2 separate regions of the Mus musculus genome follow, and region 2 is linked to region 1. The links are chromatin contacts, called in public promoter capture Hi-C maps. All regions are on one chromosome and are shown on one strand. Each heading gives the region's core, a stretch centred on a gene start, on an enhancer-like site or on the middle of the called end of the contact. The rest is flanking DNA. Distances are from core to core; before and after follow the strand shown. Region 1 holds the start of Lrrc4b (leucine rich repeat containing 4B). Region 2 holds the start of Pold1 (polymerase (DNA directed), delta 1, catalytic subunit).

The links. Capture Hi-C pulls out chosen DNA fragments and counts their contacts.
Region 2: a promoter capture Hi-C map of liver shows a contact between it and region 1. The contact joins the promoter of Pold1 here to the promoter of Lrrc4b in region 1. A contact is called at or near these places in 15 of 39 promoter capture datasets (the 3T3-L1 cell line, the HPC-7 cell line, cranial neural crest and 8 more), 2 of 115 datasets of contacts at active chromatin or transcription factors (both in embryonic stem cells) and 3 of 9 other capture datasets (adipose tissue, liver and pancreatic islet).

The regions. Positions count from the first base shown.
Region 1 is chr7:44,440,046-44,447,053 of GRCm38.p6, forward strand. Lrrc4b (leucine rich repeat containing 4B) reads left to right here and starts at 2,442. Exons shown (of 3, transcript NM_198250.1): 1 at 2,442-2,486; 2 at 4,830-5,167. The coding sequence starts at 4,865. It overlaps Gm39003 (a long non-coding RNA gene), which reads right to left. Exons shown (of 2, transcript XR_882057.3): 2 at 6,848-7,008.
Region 2 is chr7:44,543,844-44,551,439 of GRCm38.p6, forward strand. It overlaps Pold1 (polymerase (DNA directed), delta 1, catalytic subunit), which reads right to left and starts at 4,972. Exons shown (of 27, transcript NM_011131.3): 1 at 4,912-4,972. Nr1h2 (nuclear receptor subfamily 1, group H, member 2) reads right to left here. Exons shown (of 10, transcript NM_001285517.1): 7 at 7,475-7,596; 8 at 6,902-7,001; 9 at 6,457-6,665; 10 at 5,773-6,288. The coding sequence ends at 6,142.

The sequences.
Region 1 (7,008 bases), core at 1,192-3,691:
ACAGTGTGTCCATTCCTCCTCTCATCTGGCATTCCCTGAGCCTACCAGGATCTGTCACAGGTTTCAACACCAAACAGAAACCAAAGCCGATGAGACCCCACTCTTGGAGAAAGTGAATTCCAGTAGCTATGGTCTGAGAGATTAGGTAACCTGAGGGAGAAAGAACCAGGCATCATTCAGTGAGAGCGGTGTCAGAGGGATACAGGCAGAGTGAAGAACAACCACAAAGCCTCGCTCGCCCTCAGCCCCAGGCTGGTGCTCAGCTCCAGGAGGGAGGTCAGAGCAGAAGCTGACTGAGGAGTGAGGTTTTTAACCTTTATCTGTGTGATTCAGAAGTTGCTGGAGGGCCCTGAGCAGCAAAGGGAGGGATCTGGCTGGTCACTTGAGGGACCAGACACACTGTGGAGCAGAGTCCAGGCAGGAGTGAGGTGATGGCTAGGTCAGGAGCTAGCTGAGCATGAGCTGAGACAGGACAGCCTGTGTTCAGAACACTACTCTTTCAACCTCCAGCCACTATGGCAGGCAGCCTGTACTACCCTCCTCACAGTGAAGGACACCAGAACTCAGAAACTGAGGCCATATGGCAAAGAGGCAGATTCAGAAATCCAGCTCAGCCCCTTCCCAGAGCTCTAACTAGCACTACTTGCATTTGTGGGTCATGGTATGCTGAGCCTTGTACCCATTCGTAAGCACTTGGCATATGCTTCAGTGCCTGGCACAGAGTGGGGGCTTCATAAATAGGTTTTAGATAGAGTAAGTGGAAAAGGGAGGGGTGATAGATGGGCAGATATAAAGAGGTAGAAGGATGGATGGATGGATGGATGGATGGATGGATGGATGAATACATAAAGGGATGGGTAGAGACATAAATGAGTGAAGATAAATCAATAAATGGATGGCTGATGCATGGATAAAGAATGGAGAGATGGCTAACGGGATGGATGAATAGGTATGTAGATAAGGGAATTTATGAATGGATGAATGGATGGACGGGTAGCAGAAGAGATGGATGCATGGATAAAGGGTTGGATGGACAAGGAAAGAAATAGGTAAATGGAAGGATAGATATATAGATAAGAGGATGGATAGATGGGTAGAGGGTGGATACATAGATGGACAGATGGATGGATGGATGTTGGATGGAGGAGTGGGTTGATAGGTGGATATATAGATGACTGTATGGGTATATGGATAGATAGATGAATGGCTGTATGGACAGATAGAAGGAAGCATGGATAGATGAAGGGACACATGAAGTGAATAGCAAAGTGTAGCTTCACAGCCTGTTCTGCAGAGGGCACCAGGAGGTGGGTATTAGTCTGTGGCTGGGGGGGGGTTGGCATCAGGGGTAGCTTTCTTTGTGGCAAGAATGAGTGCTGGTCTCAGCTGAAAGGTTGATGGTGACATGGGCCTAAGTTGGCTGGCATAGGTTGACTGGAATACTGGAATGGGGTTGAATCAGCAGCTGCATGAGGTAGTGGGGGGACCTAGAGCAGATGCAGGAGCGCCAGGGTGGACCCTGAGGATGTAGGAGGGATGTCTTGGTCCAGCGGCATGGAGTCCATGCTGCCCAGCCTGGTTCTGCAGCCGAGGCTGCTGTGTGTGTGTGTGTGTGTGTGTGTGTGTGTGTGTGTGTGTGTGTGTGTGTGTGCCTGCCATGAGGCTCTAGCTTGGCACAGTCCAAACCCCTCTCCCCTGGCAGCACAGCCGACAACCTTCCTCCCCCGCTTCCCCCGACCTTCCCTGACTGCCCAGAACCAACGGGTTAATTAGATAACGGAGCCTTTGATTAGCGGGGGAGGGGGAGGCCACCCCCTGGCCGAGCTAGCTGGGAGGGGGGAGTTGAGTGAGGGTGGAGGGAAGGAGGAAGGGAGCGCCCTCCCCGCTGGAAGGAGAGAAAGAAGGAGGGAGGGGGCGGGGAGGGAGCGAGCTGGGCTCTGCACTGCCGTGTGACTAGAAATTGTAATCGCAGAGAAAGGGAGCAAGGCAGAGCTGGGAGAGAGACAAGGAGGCAGGCCCCAGGACAGACAGACGGACAGTGGGAACCTGACTGAGCCAGGCTCCCAGCAATGACAGACTGACAGGGACAGTGGAGGAGGAGGACAGACCGACAAGAGGTCTGGGGGTCCTCGGGGAGACAAGACAGAGTCGGGGAGCTGGGGAGAGGGGCAGAGGCTGTGTCTGTGAGTGAAGAGAAAGGAAGCTGGTGTTGGGGGGAGTAAAGTGGGGGACACAGGACCACAGGAGGCAAGGGCTTGCTCGTGTGGTGGCCAAGAGAAAAAGGCCAGGCTCCCCTAGAGGGTGGGGAGGGCGACAGACGGGGGGGGGTGCAGGGAGACCCAAGAAGCCCCTGCGCCCCCCCCCTCAGCACAAGCTCAACGGGAAGCAGTAGGAAGCTGGGGTGGCAGGGCCCCGGGCAACTGCAGGCATGTGGAGGGGGGGGCCTGGGGCACAGAGAGAAGGCCATCGGAAGCCAAGCCGCCAGGGTGAGTGTCCCTCAGAGTGTGTGCTCTGGGAGCGGGGAGACAAGGACAAGGAGATGGTGGTGGCAGGAGAGGCGGGAGGGGAGGGAGGGGAGCTGCTACTGCAGAAGCCTCGACGGGGTGTGCACTGGCAGCCTTGGTGGGGGAGGAGACCCGGGCGCTGGCCTGGGGGATGGTGGGCTCGGTGAGCACAGACCCTTGGCTGGTCGTTGCCAGAGTATCAGGAAGTGGGGATCGTGGAGCCGAGTGGACTGAGGAGAAAGCTCCCTGGCCACATGTGTGGGAACAAAGGCCCCCGGCCCCTGCCGAGGCAAGCTAGTGAAGGCAGCGTGTGGTGGCCAGCCCTGAGGCGGTGGGGGGGTGGGGGGGTTCTGCCTCTCTGTCTTTCTGTCTATCTCTCGGTCTCTCGTGCCTCCGCTTCTCTGATCCTGTCAGTCTCTGCTCCTGGGTCCATCTCTCCATCTCCGTCTTTTTGTCTATTTCTCTGTTTCTGCCTCTCTGTCACGGTCTCTGTCCCTTGGCCTCTGTCTATCTCTGTGCCGGTTTTTGTCTTTGTCTTTTCCCCCCCTTTTCTATCTTTGTCTCTGTTTCCGTGCCTCTCACCATCTCTGTCATTTTCTCTTGGTCTGTCTCTCTGTCTCCATCTCTGTTTCTTTTTATCTCTGTCTCCATCTCTGTCTCCATTTCCAGCCCTGCCTTCACACACTTGCTCCAATACACGGCGGCGGCACACATATTTCTATCTGGGTTAAAATCTTGGAGGCTACAGGAGTGTGTGTGTGTGTGTGTGTGTGTGTGTGTGTGTGTGTGTGTGTGTGTGCTTGCTCGCGCGCTCGCGTGCTTGCGCGCTCATGCGCACCTGCATGGGGGGCAGGCAGCCCTGTGTCCATGGATTAGAGAGGCCGTGTGTGAGGGTGTGTCTGTCTCTGCTGTTTGTGTGAGTGGGTGGGTGATCATGTTTATGGGGACCCCTCTCCCCCTACTGCCCCCCCGTTTCAGGGGATTCTATGTGTGTGAGCACTCAGGGGTGCCATGTGGAGGGACCATTGGGAGCCAGAGGGTAAGTCCTGAGGCCAGACCCCCTCTGCCACCCAGTGGGCCTTGACAAGGCACAAAATCCAGCAGCTTCCGCCCTCCACAGGCAGGAGCGGCTGATGCATAGGAAGGGCGCCTGCTGTGCTGGCTGCAGTCACTGCCCTATCTGCGCGCCATTTGGTTAGCCTGAGTCCCTCCCCCCGGGACTCAGGAAAACAGGGGATAGGATGGGGGGGGGTGTACAATGACCCTGAATTCCTGCATCCCAGACACAGACATGGGGGTCCCTACTGCTCCATCCCCACTCCATCAGCTCCTCAGCCCTGTCCTGCGACAGCCGCTGGCACAGGTCCCGCCACAGGCTGTGTTCCCTTGGAGCACCTGCAATCTTGAGGCCCATGGGCACTGCTATAGTCTCCAACAGGGCCACCACAGGGTGGGGGCACCCCAACAGCCTCCCACCTCCTGCCAGAAACCCAGCTACCTCCTGTCCCCTCTCGATTACCTCTCCTCCAAGTCTAGGACAGGACAGGGCCTGAGTGGAGTGAGGGATGACCCCAGGGTGGGCAGGAGGGCATACAGAGATGGGCCTTCATGTCTGGTTCTGGTGCCCGTACACCTGGACAGAGACCTGCAGGGAGGGATGGAGGGATGGGACGCTGCCTCCCAGGGGACCTGCAACCCGCTTGGTGTGTGATAGGAGTTGATCAGTGTTGCTTTTCACCCCGGCAGAGCCTTTGCCTCATTGTCTGTCTGTCTGTCCCTCTATCTCTACATACTTACCTGTCTAACTGAACTCAATGCAATGACACAACTTAAAAAAAATTTTTTTAACAAACAGTTCTAGGGGTGGAAACAAAGGCCTTGAGCATCCTGGGAATGTGCCCCACCGCCCAGCCACATGTTGACTTTTTAGTTTTGAACGAGGTCTCACTGCATTGCCCAGGTTGGCTCTGGATGTACTCTCTCTAGCCCAGGCCAGTCTGCAACTTTCAATGCTCCTGCCTCGACATCTTGAGCAACTACAAGGGCAGTCCTGCGACCCCAGGCCTGGCAGGACCTAAGTTTGAATCTAGCTGACGTTGCCATTTACTAACCAAGTGACCTTGGGCACAAATGTCCTCTCTCTTGCCTCATTTATCCTTTCTGCAGAATGGCCCAGAGGAGGATGAGGTCTGGCACAGGAAGGCCAAGTCCCTGTAACTTTGGTTCTGAGCAGGGGTAGGGACTTCTGGTGGAACTGAGCCTGATGAAGCTCAGGCAGCCTGAGTCCCTGTTGCTTACTGACCAACACCCTCTCTTCTCCCACAGCCCCCCAGCGTGCCCTCGGAGTATGAACATTGAGGATGGCGCAGGCCCACATCCGCGGCTCCCCGTGCCCCTTGCTGCCGCCTGGTAGGATGTCCTGGCCCCACGGGGCTCTCTTGCTCCTGTGGCTCTTCTCCCCACCCCTGAGGGCTGGTGGGGGCGGTGTGGCCGTGACCTCAGCCGCTGGAGGAGGCTCCCCGCCAGCCACCTCCTGCCCAGCCGCCTGCTCCTGCAGCAACCAGGCCAGCCGGGTGATCTGCACGCGGAGGGAGCTGGCCGAGGTGCCAGCCAGCATCCCTGTCAACACCCGCTACCTGAACCTGCAAGAGAACAGCATCCAGGTGAGCCCGCCTCCGCCGCTGATTGGCCCGTGGGTCAAGGCACAAAGGGTGCAAGCCTCTGCCTCCCTCCTCATCCCTCTCATCCTGGAGTTCCTGGTGTCTGCGCACGGATTCACGTCCTCGCCCCGCCCACCTTTGCGATATATTTCCATGTAGGCTGTGTACGTTTTCCTGGGGTGCCTGTCACACCCCCACACCACAGTACAGGGTGCCTTGAGGTAGCCAGGAGAGGCCCTTCCACTTCACCATCGCTTGTGTTGGCCTGACCTGGCATCTCCAGAAAACCTCAATGTCTTCTTCTAGTGGGGGCTGGTTTCCTTCCGGTCCTGGAGAACTGGCTGGGTGAATGATGGGGGCCAAGGGGCTCAGGGTTTAGGGTTGGTACTGGCAGAGTGGTGAGTGGAGGCTGCAGGTGACTTTAGCTGCCTTTTGGCTGGTGTACAACCTTCCCCGTGCGGTGGGGCTAGGGGCTGTGCTGGTGGCAGAGTGAGCTGTTGGGAGCCGCCTCCCACCTCTGCGCTGTGACATTTGGAACAGGTCTTTCTACAGCGGGGAGGCTGAGGTGGGGCTGTCCTGAGTGCTGCAGATTGCTCAGCAGCGCCCCAGCCAGCCATCAGCTGTCTGCAGACCCAGTGTCTGTGAGCAGACATGGTGCTCACCCCCATGAGGATTTTGTTGTTGGTTGGTTGGTTCTTGGGTTTTGTTTTGCTTTTCTATCTATGCATCTATGCATTTATCTATCTGTCTGAGATAGGATCAGCGACTCACTTTGTATCCCTGACTGGTTTGGAACTCTTTCCATAGGCAGCTCAGGCTGCCCTTAAGCGTGCTCTGTAGCCCAGGTTGCCCCCCAACTTGCAGTGATGCTCTTGCTCTAGTCTCCTGTGTATAGGGATTACAGTTGTGAATCACAGCACTGGCTGAAGGCCACTGTTTAAAAGGCATCGAGTCAATTCCAAGTCCTCGTGTAGACTACCTTGTACCCGTTTAATACACGTAGGAGAGAGGAGGGCACCCTCACAGAAGGTCTTAGACCCCAGTCCCCAGCAGAGGGCTCCGTGGCCCCATATAGCTCTCTGGAGAGCCAGACTCTGAGAAGAATCAAAGCCTGGGACATTGCGGGGAGGGACAGGCTCTTTCTGGGTGTGTGGGAAGCAAGGATAGGCAAACTAGAGAATCTTGAGACCCAGTGCCACCACTGCACCTGGCAATATCCATGACTTCTCCAGGCCCACCTCACCATTTCTGCCAGTTCATTTGAAGTCTGCCCCTCATCTCTCCAGCTGCAGCCTCAGCTGGGCTGTATGCCATGCCCCTCCCTAGGGGCAGACCCTCTGCCACAAAATGGAGATCATCAAAGGATGAAAAAATAGCAGTAAAATAAGAGCACGGATTTGTCACTGCGTAGGGAGTCTGCACGCCACTGTGAAGGCTCTCACCTCCCTAAAAGCTGAGGTCCAGAGTGGAGAGACCAGTGAGCCTGGCCTCCATCCAGAGCCTGCCTTCCCACGGGCAGGAGCTGCCCGAAGAGCAGGAAATGTAGTGCTGGCTCAGAATGGCAGCGTGCACCTATAATCCCAGGAGGATAACTGTGAGGGCCACCCTGGGCTACAGAGTGACTTCCAGGCCAGCCTAGGCACAGAGAGACCATGCTTCATATCCAACCAACACACAACAAAAGAAAAAAAAAAACTAATGGTTTTAATTATCCATATTTTTAAAAAAATCAACACATCCCACCACCCAGATATAAATAACTCCTGTTTACATTTGTTTTCATACCTTTCTGGGCTTATGTAAATGCATCTTTTAATTATTTATTATAGAATGAATACAGATTA
Region 2 (7,596 bases), core at 3,722-6,221, 110 kb after region 1:
TGAGGAGACAACGAGAAGTCTCCAAGGTCTGAGAGAAACCTTTTCTCCAAAACCAAGGCAGGCAGTGCCCGAGGCGTGATATCCAGGCTCTACTTCTGGAATCCACACACACCCATGGATGAGCACAAATCATGACTCCATCATGTGTCGGACAATGGAGTTACTTGCGTGGCTGCTTGTCTCCCCACAGTGTCACCAGCGGGGGACCACTATCACCAGGAAGCAAGTAGACCTGGATGCTTAAAACACTCAGGAGCTGGCAGGGGAGAGGGCTCAGCAGGCAAGAACACTGACTGCTCTTCCAAAGGTCCTGAGTTCAAATCCCAGCAACCACATGGTGGCTCAGAAGTCAGCCACAGTGTACTTATGTATAATAAATGGATCTTTGGGCCGGAGCGAGCAGGGACTGAGCAAGCGGGCCCTGACCAGAGTGAGCAGAAGTCCTAAAAATTCAATTCCCAACAACCACATGAAGGCCCACAACCGTCTCTACAGCTATAGTGTGCTCACATTTGCCTACCAAGCTGCTCACACTGTGGACCACAACCCTAAGTGGACCCAGGACCGCTATGAGAAGCTTGGCAACAGCCGACACCCCAAAGCCAACTTAGAACACAAAGGTAATAAACCCAGGGTTTCTGGCAGTGGCTGCCTTGGCTGTAAACACACAAGCAGCCCGCTTTCCCACTGTGATGCCACCATCTTATGTACTGAGTCAATGTTTTTACTGTAGCCTCTGCTCTTATAGAAATATAATGGGGCTGGTGAGATGGCTCAGTGGGTAAGAGCACCTGACTGCTCTTCCGAAGGTCCAGAGTTCAAATCCCAGCAACCACATGGTGGCTCACAACCATCCGTAACAAGATCTGACTCCCTCTTCTGGTGTGTCTGAAGACAGCTACAGTGTACTTACAAATAATAATAAATAAATCTTAAAAAAAAAAAAAAGAAATATAATGGATCAATTACCAGAAACAGAGAAGGACCGTGTTTTCCTGCTGCCCCTCAGCACGCTCTGGTTTGTAGTACGTTAGAATGTTATAAAAGATGACTGTTAGCAGGGCAGCCATCCATGTTGCTGTGAACAGTCCCTCATACCTGCTCTATAAGCAGCCTGACTAAACTCACTGGCTTAAAAGAGGGGGTGGAGTGGGGGCACACGACCTGTGCTGAGTTGTGGTAGTGGTACACACCTGGAGGCCAGCCTGATCTAGAGTGAGTTCCACGACAGCCAAGGTTAGAAAAACCTGTCTGGGGGGGTGGGGGTGAGGGTAAGGGGTGTTTGTTTGCTTAGAGGTAACCATGGTCCAGCACCTGCTACACCATGCTGTTGTTCCTACAATACAGCACATAATAAAATGAGGTTGGACCGAATCCCTAGTGATGGGCTTGTGTACCTATGCTCCAAGGAAATTGGGAAAACATCCGAACTGGCATGTGGTATGCACCCAGGCCGACTTCACAGCGTTTGTGTTAAGACCTGAAGTTCTTATGAGACTGAATAAAACAAAACACACAACAGCAGAGCCTGCAAGGGTCCCATGTGTGCTGTGTCTGTGACAGGGTCAGCATGCTTTCCTTATGGAGGGACAGTCACCGACATTGTGTCGAAGGCACATGCGCAGTCAGAAAAAAAGAACATAAAACTTTTTGTTGTTGCTGTTTGAGAGTGGGTTTCTTTATGTAACCCCAGCTGTCCTGGAAGTCAAGAGATCCGTCTGCCTCTGCCTCCCAAGTGCTGGGATTAAAGGCGTGTGCCATCATGCCCGGCTTATATACTTTTTTAAGTAATTAAAAGTAAGATCTTGTAAAGAAAACACAAGGTTCCTTTTGTTCCCAGCACCAGCAAACAACTGTCTGTAAGGCCAGCTCCATGGCTCTGCCGCCCTCTTCTGGCCTCAGGGGAATCTGTGCATGCGTGTGTGCGCGCGCACACACACACACACACACACACACACACACACACACGCAACTAAAAAGAAAATTCTTGGGGCTGGTGAGATGGCTCAGTGGGTAAGAGCACCCGACTGCTCTTCCGAAGGTCAGGAGTTCAAATCCCAGCAACCACATGGTGGCTCACAACCATCCTTAACAAGATCTGACTCCCTCTTCTGGAGTGTCTGAGGACAGCTACAGTGTACTTACATATAATAAATAAACAAAAAAAAAAAAAAAAAAAAAAGAAAATTCTTGGGGGCTGGTGAGGTGGTTCAGAGCACTGGCTGCTCTTGCAGAGGACCTGGGTTCGGTTCCCAGCACCAGCTCATCAGTAACTCCAATTCCAGAGGATCTGACAGCAAGGGTTACTACAGGCACTGCATGCACATTGTGCTCGTATGAACACACAGGCAAACACTCCAAAGTATAAATAAATCAATCTTAAAAAGCTCTTGGACCAGAAACCTGCTAGCTTCTAGAGAGTGAGGAGACTGTTGGTATCTGAGGATGTATGGAGGAATGTTCTGGATGGAGTTTGCCTCCCACACACTTGTGCAGTTGACTAAATAGAAATCACACCTCAGTCAAAAACCACAGGTGTTAAAAGCTGCAAGCAATTCCTTATGCAAGGGTTGACCCTAATAGGTCAGGGCACATGAAGAACCTGATTTTACAAGGTTATTTCCGGTACCATTGTTTAAAATCTCTAAGGACTGGAAACCACCTAAATGTCCTCCCCAGGGGGACAGTTTCAAGAGTCCCTTAGTACTATTCAATGGAGTACTATGCAGCTGTATAAAGAAATGAGGAAGCCATACGATAATGTGAAAGGTCTCAAAGAGGCTTTGTCTCTAGTAGGTAAATCAAGGCGTGGAATGGCCTGCTTCTACTTTTGTTTTATATTTTAAAAAAGACAAAGACATCTAAAGAAAGGATTATCCTGCGGCTAGTTACCTGGGAAGCCTAGATGGGAGGATCGTGAGTTCAAGCTTAGCCCCACACTGTATTGCAAGATCAGATTTTAAAAAGCTGGGGGGTAAGGCTCTGTGTTTGGAGTAGGGACTGCAGGTGCCCTGCCAGTCTCCTAAGTATAGGAGAAGCCAGTCAAGGAAAGGCAGGCAGGACCTGCACTGCCCCATGTCGAGCTGGCAGATCAGGTCCCTGTGCTGATGCAAGCAGATGCTGCTTTTAGGGGACCCTGGGTAGGGTGCTGGTGGTGAAATATCATGCCAGCTACAACTTCCAAACAGTTCAACCAAACACACAAGTTCACGCGCTGCACTAATAAAGCTGCAGGACACCACTGAGGACCACTGACATGGGGACATGGCTTTGCACTGCACAGAAAATGAGCATCCCTCCATCACCAGGTCAGGAAGCATGCGCGCGCGCGCGCGCACACACACACACACACACACACACACACACACACAGCTCCGGAAGGAGGCGGGGGAAGCAGTGGAGCTGGCTCCCACAGACCAGAGTGGGAAGGCGGTGCTATGACAAACAGTAGCTTCGCCAGTAAGTCACTCACAACATACCTCCCAGATATAAGCCAATCCATACTGGATCTGCCATTACCCATAATCCAAGCTGTATGCCTCAAAGGCAAATTCAAAGCCAAGTCTGAGCTAGAAAGCCTGAGTCTCAAAAGCCAGTAGAGGTCTGGGGGTTTAACTCAGCAGGGCTCAATACTGAGTCCCACCCCAACCCCTCACTGAGGGATTCTAGGCTGTACCACTAACTACATCCTGGCTCTCTTATTCATTTTGAGACATCATCTCACCAAGCTGCCCTAGCAGGCTTAGAACATGCCATCCTCCTGCCTCCAAAGGCTGAACAATTGTTTCATGTCACCTCTCCCAGGGCTGCCAGATCCAAGGATTCCTGTACCTCTCCTGGAGGGGTGGCCCCTTAAGCTCCTCCACTCCCACAAACTGCTTCTGTCACCTCAGTCTCCCCTTTTCCCGGACAGGGATGTTCTTGGAGGCACAACGTTCCCATTCCCCTCAGGACAGTCAGACCCAGGTGCAAGCCCCACTCGCTAGAGGGATGCTCTCTGAAGCTGCAGCATCCTGCAGGACAGCTGTCTTCACTCCCACTCCCGCTGTGGTGATGGTGGCACACTAAAACAGTAACCATTCATTTTCCCCAGGGTACCTCACACACTGCCAGCTTCACACCTGGCTCCTCCCCTGGGACCCTGCAGTGACAGTTGCTCTGGGACTGTGGGATATGTCTCACCTCCCCCACCAAACACCAAACTGGGTAAGCAGACTGTCCCATCTAGTATCAATTTGCTTGTTCTATTTAGTATATAAAGCATCACATGGGGCCCGATGTGACAGCGGAATGGATATTTGAGCTTGTTGGCCAAGCTGAACAGCCTGAGTTAGATCTTAGGGAATCCACATAGCGGAAAGAGACAACGCCACAAAGTTGTCCTCAGATCTCCACGTGCGCATCATAGCGCACGCACTAAGAAAAAAAGAAAAGGCTCTAAGGCATTACTTTTCCTCCCATTCCTACTTTTTAAAAAAAATTTGGGGTTTTGAGGCAGGGTTTCTCTTGTGTATCCCTGGTTATCCTGGATCTCACTCTGTAAACTAAACTAGCCTCAAACTCGGAGATCCGCTTGTCTCTGCCTCACGAGTGCGGGGGATAAAAGTGCGCCACTATTCCCGGCTCATTCCTACTTCTTGCTGGACTTTCTGATACCGTCGCCTTGTCTCTCGAACAGCGGAACAGGCACCAACGCCCTGCACCTCCGGCCCCTCCCTCCTGGCTAGCGTGCACGCCGCTGAGCCCACACCCGGACAGTCCAGCGCACCCCAGGTCCTAAGCTCCAGGGGATCTGTCCTTTGCATTGCCAGCCTTGCTCTATCCTTCCCCCAGCTGCAGACATTCTGCGAGCACTCTGCTCGAGGCGTCAGCTGCGCGACCGAGCGCCCCATACTCTTCTTCCTTACTTACCGCCTCAAACAGCTTTTCCCGCCACAAGATACGCCGCCGTGACCCCTGAACCCTCTGCGCGCAGGCCCAGAGCTGCGGCGCGCCCGCTGGGTCCCGCCCCTAGCCCGCTTGGGCGATCAAACCACGTCCCACTCTGGAGGACCCACAACCACGCCTCTCGCAAGTGGCCCCGCCCCATGACGCTAACGGAACAAGGACACGCCCCCAGCATCCTGGCTCTTAGGGGTTTGGCCTGCGGTCCCCGAGCGCCCACTGCAGGAGCGTTAGAAGACTGCCACAGTGGATGCTACCCTGATGCTTTGCTAGAAGCAAGCTTCTTTTCTGTTTTCCTCAGAGTCCCTACACGCCCAGGTTCTTGTATAACTTCTGTTGCCCCACAAATCATTTCCTGACTTATGACACTCATGGCCAGATGCAGTCCTCAGCTTTTGAAAACCTGGCCCTAAGAAGTGTTCTTTTGGGCTGGTGAGATGGCTCAGTGGGTAAGAGCACCCGACTGCTCTTCCAAAGGTCCGGAGTTCAAATCCCAGCAACCACATGGTGGCTCACAACCACCCATAATGAGATCTGATGCCCTCTTCTGGTGTGTCTGAAGACAGCTACAGTGTACTTACATATAATAATAAAATAAATAAAATTAAAAAAAAAAAAAAAAAAAAAAAGAAGTGTTCTTTTGAGACCCTCCTCTTAAAGTTCCTCTCCTTTTCCACTGGCCTCCATCCGCCTTAGTGTCTCAAACTATGCTGTATGAAGATAACCTGTCTTCGGCGGAGCGACCCCTACCCCTGTGGCCTGAACCTAGACCAAGCGCAGTCACCTGGGCAGAGAGATGGCCCACCCTCTCCACACTGGGCTCAGGAATGGCTTGTACTCAAACTTTATTTTTGTTTTTTTATTAAATAAAAGGGGCAGAAGAGAGGGCCTGTGGTCTCCCAACTGTGGGGGGCCACCTGCCCTAACCTCTCTCCACTCAAGGTGCATGGTGTGGTAGGCTGAGGTGTAAGCGTGGGTGGGAGGGCAGCTGGGAACGGTCAGAGGCTAGGACCTGTGACCCTCACCACTCTTGGAAGACTCAATGGGTGGGGTGGGGCCTTCTAGTGCCAACTGCCGCTGAGTTTGAGGCTGAGCCCGAGGGACTGGGCCGTGACAATGTCCTCCCACCCCAGGAGGAGAGGTGAAGAGTCCATCTTCAAGAAGACACCACCAAGGCTGGGGCACTTGTGGCTGCCCCTACTCGTGCACATCCCAGATCTCGGACAGCAAGGGCGGCAGCTTCTTGTCCTGGAGTCGCAATGCAAAGACCTGCTCCGAGTGCACGGAGCTGAGGGTGCGCAGGCTCACCAGCTTCATGAGCATGCGTGGGAAGCGGAGCTGGTCCTGCAGGGAGAGGAGGCAAGTCGGTCCTGCTGGGGCCCTGTCCTGCAAAGCCAGCTTTGTCTGGAAAGCCAGCACCCTGAGTGGTCAGGCCCCAGGCTCAGTGTGCCCAACATGTGCCACTGGACCCCAATACTGAGACTGCTCATATACAACAGGCAGCTCCCGTACCTGTGGGCGCTTGATCCTCGTGTAGGAGAGGAGCGCCTCCACGTAGGGCTGCTGCAGGGCCTCCACACGGCTGGGCTCCTGCACATTAGGCCGATCGGCTGAGAAGATGTTGATGGCGATAAGCAAGGCATACTCTGCATCGTCCAGGCCCAGCCGCCGCATGGCCCGCGAGAACTCGAAGATGGGATTGATGAATTCCACCTGCAAGCCTGCAAGAGCAGCCCCAGCCCAGCTTCACACCGGACCCTGGTCCCAGGGCACTCAAAGGGGAAGGAAGGACAGCCTGTGACAGTTACTCCGGCTTCCGCCCCACACAGACCCTGTGAGTGCCTCTTACACGATGCATCTGGCCTCGCTAAACATGATCTTTCCTTGCCAGTGCCTGCCTGGCCTGGAGGGCCAACGGGGCAGAAACCCCAGGACCAAGTCAGTGCCTTCCACAGACCTGCACGGTGGAAGTCGTCCTTGCTGTAGGTGAAGTCCTTCAGGAACGTGATGCATTCTGTCTCGTGGTTGTAGCGTCTGGCTGTTTCTAGCAACATGATCTGGAGGTGACAAGGTACAGGGCTCTTCAGCTGCCCCAGAGTCAAATGTGCCAAGACCAGCAGGCTGCCACCCTTCTGCCAGGTAAGACATTCTTAACTTTCCTTCCTTCAACTCTATCACCCACTGCCCCATCCAAGGCCACTAACCCCACATTACCGTGAGGCCCAGGCTAGAGGTTTAATTCTTAGCATTCAGAACTCTGCACACAGTTAACTCTCAATACTTCATTATCCTTGATTTGGCTCCAATATCCATTCCTTTGGAGTCTTTGGGTCATTTTCCTGTTTAACAGCCCATCTGATATCCTCCGTTATTCTCTACCTCAGCCCATTTCCCTTTTCTCCCTGGCTGGCTCTCTGGAGGCTCCAGATACCTTGTTGGATGGGACCCTGCAGCTGACTACACCCCACAAGGGTCAGGACATGCCTGTACCATGTTCAGCTCTGGTCTCGTCCTAGAGCCTAGTTATTACCTCAATGGTGGACGCCTTCAGGAGGGCGATCTGGTCCTCCCGGCCCAACTGCAAGAACCCTGGCACCTGCTTGGCAAAGTCCACAATCTCCTGGACCGAGATGATGGCTAGCTCGGTGAAGT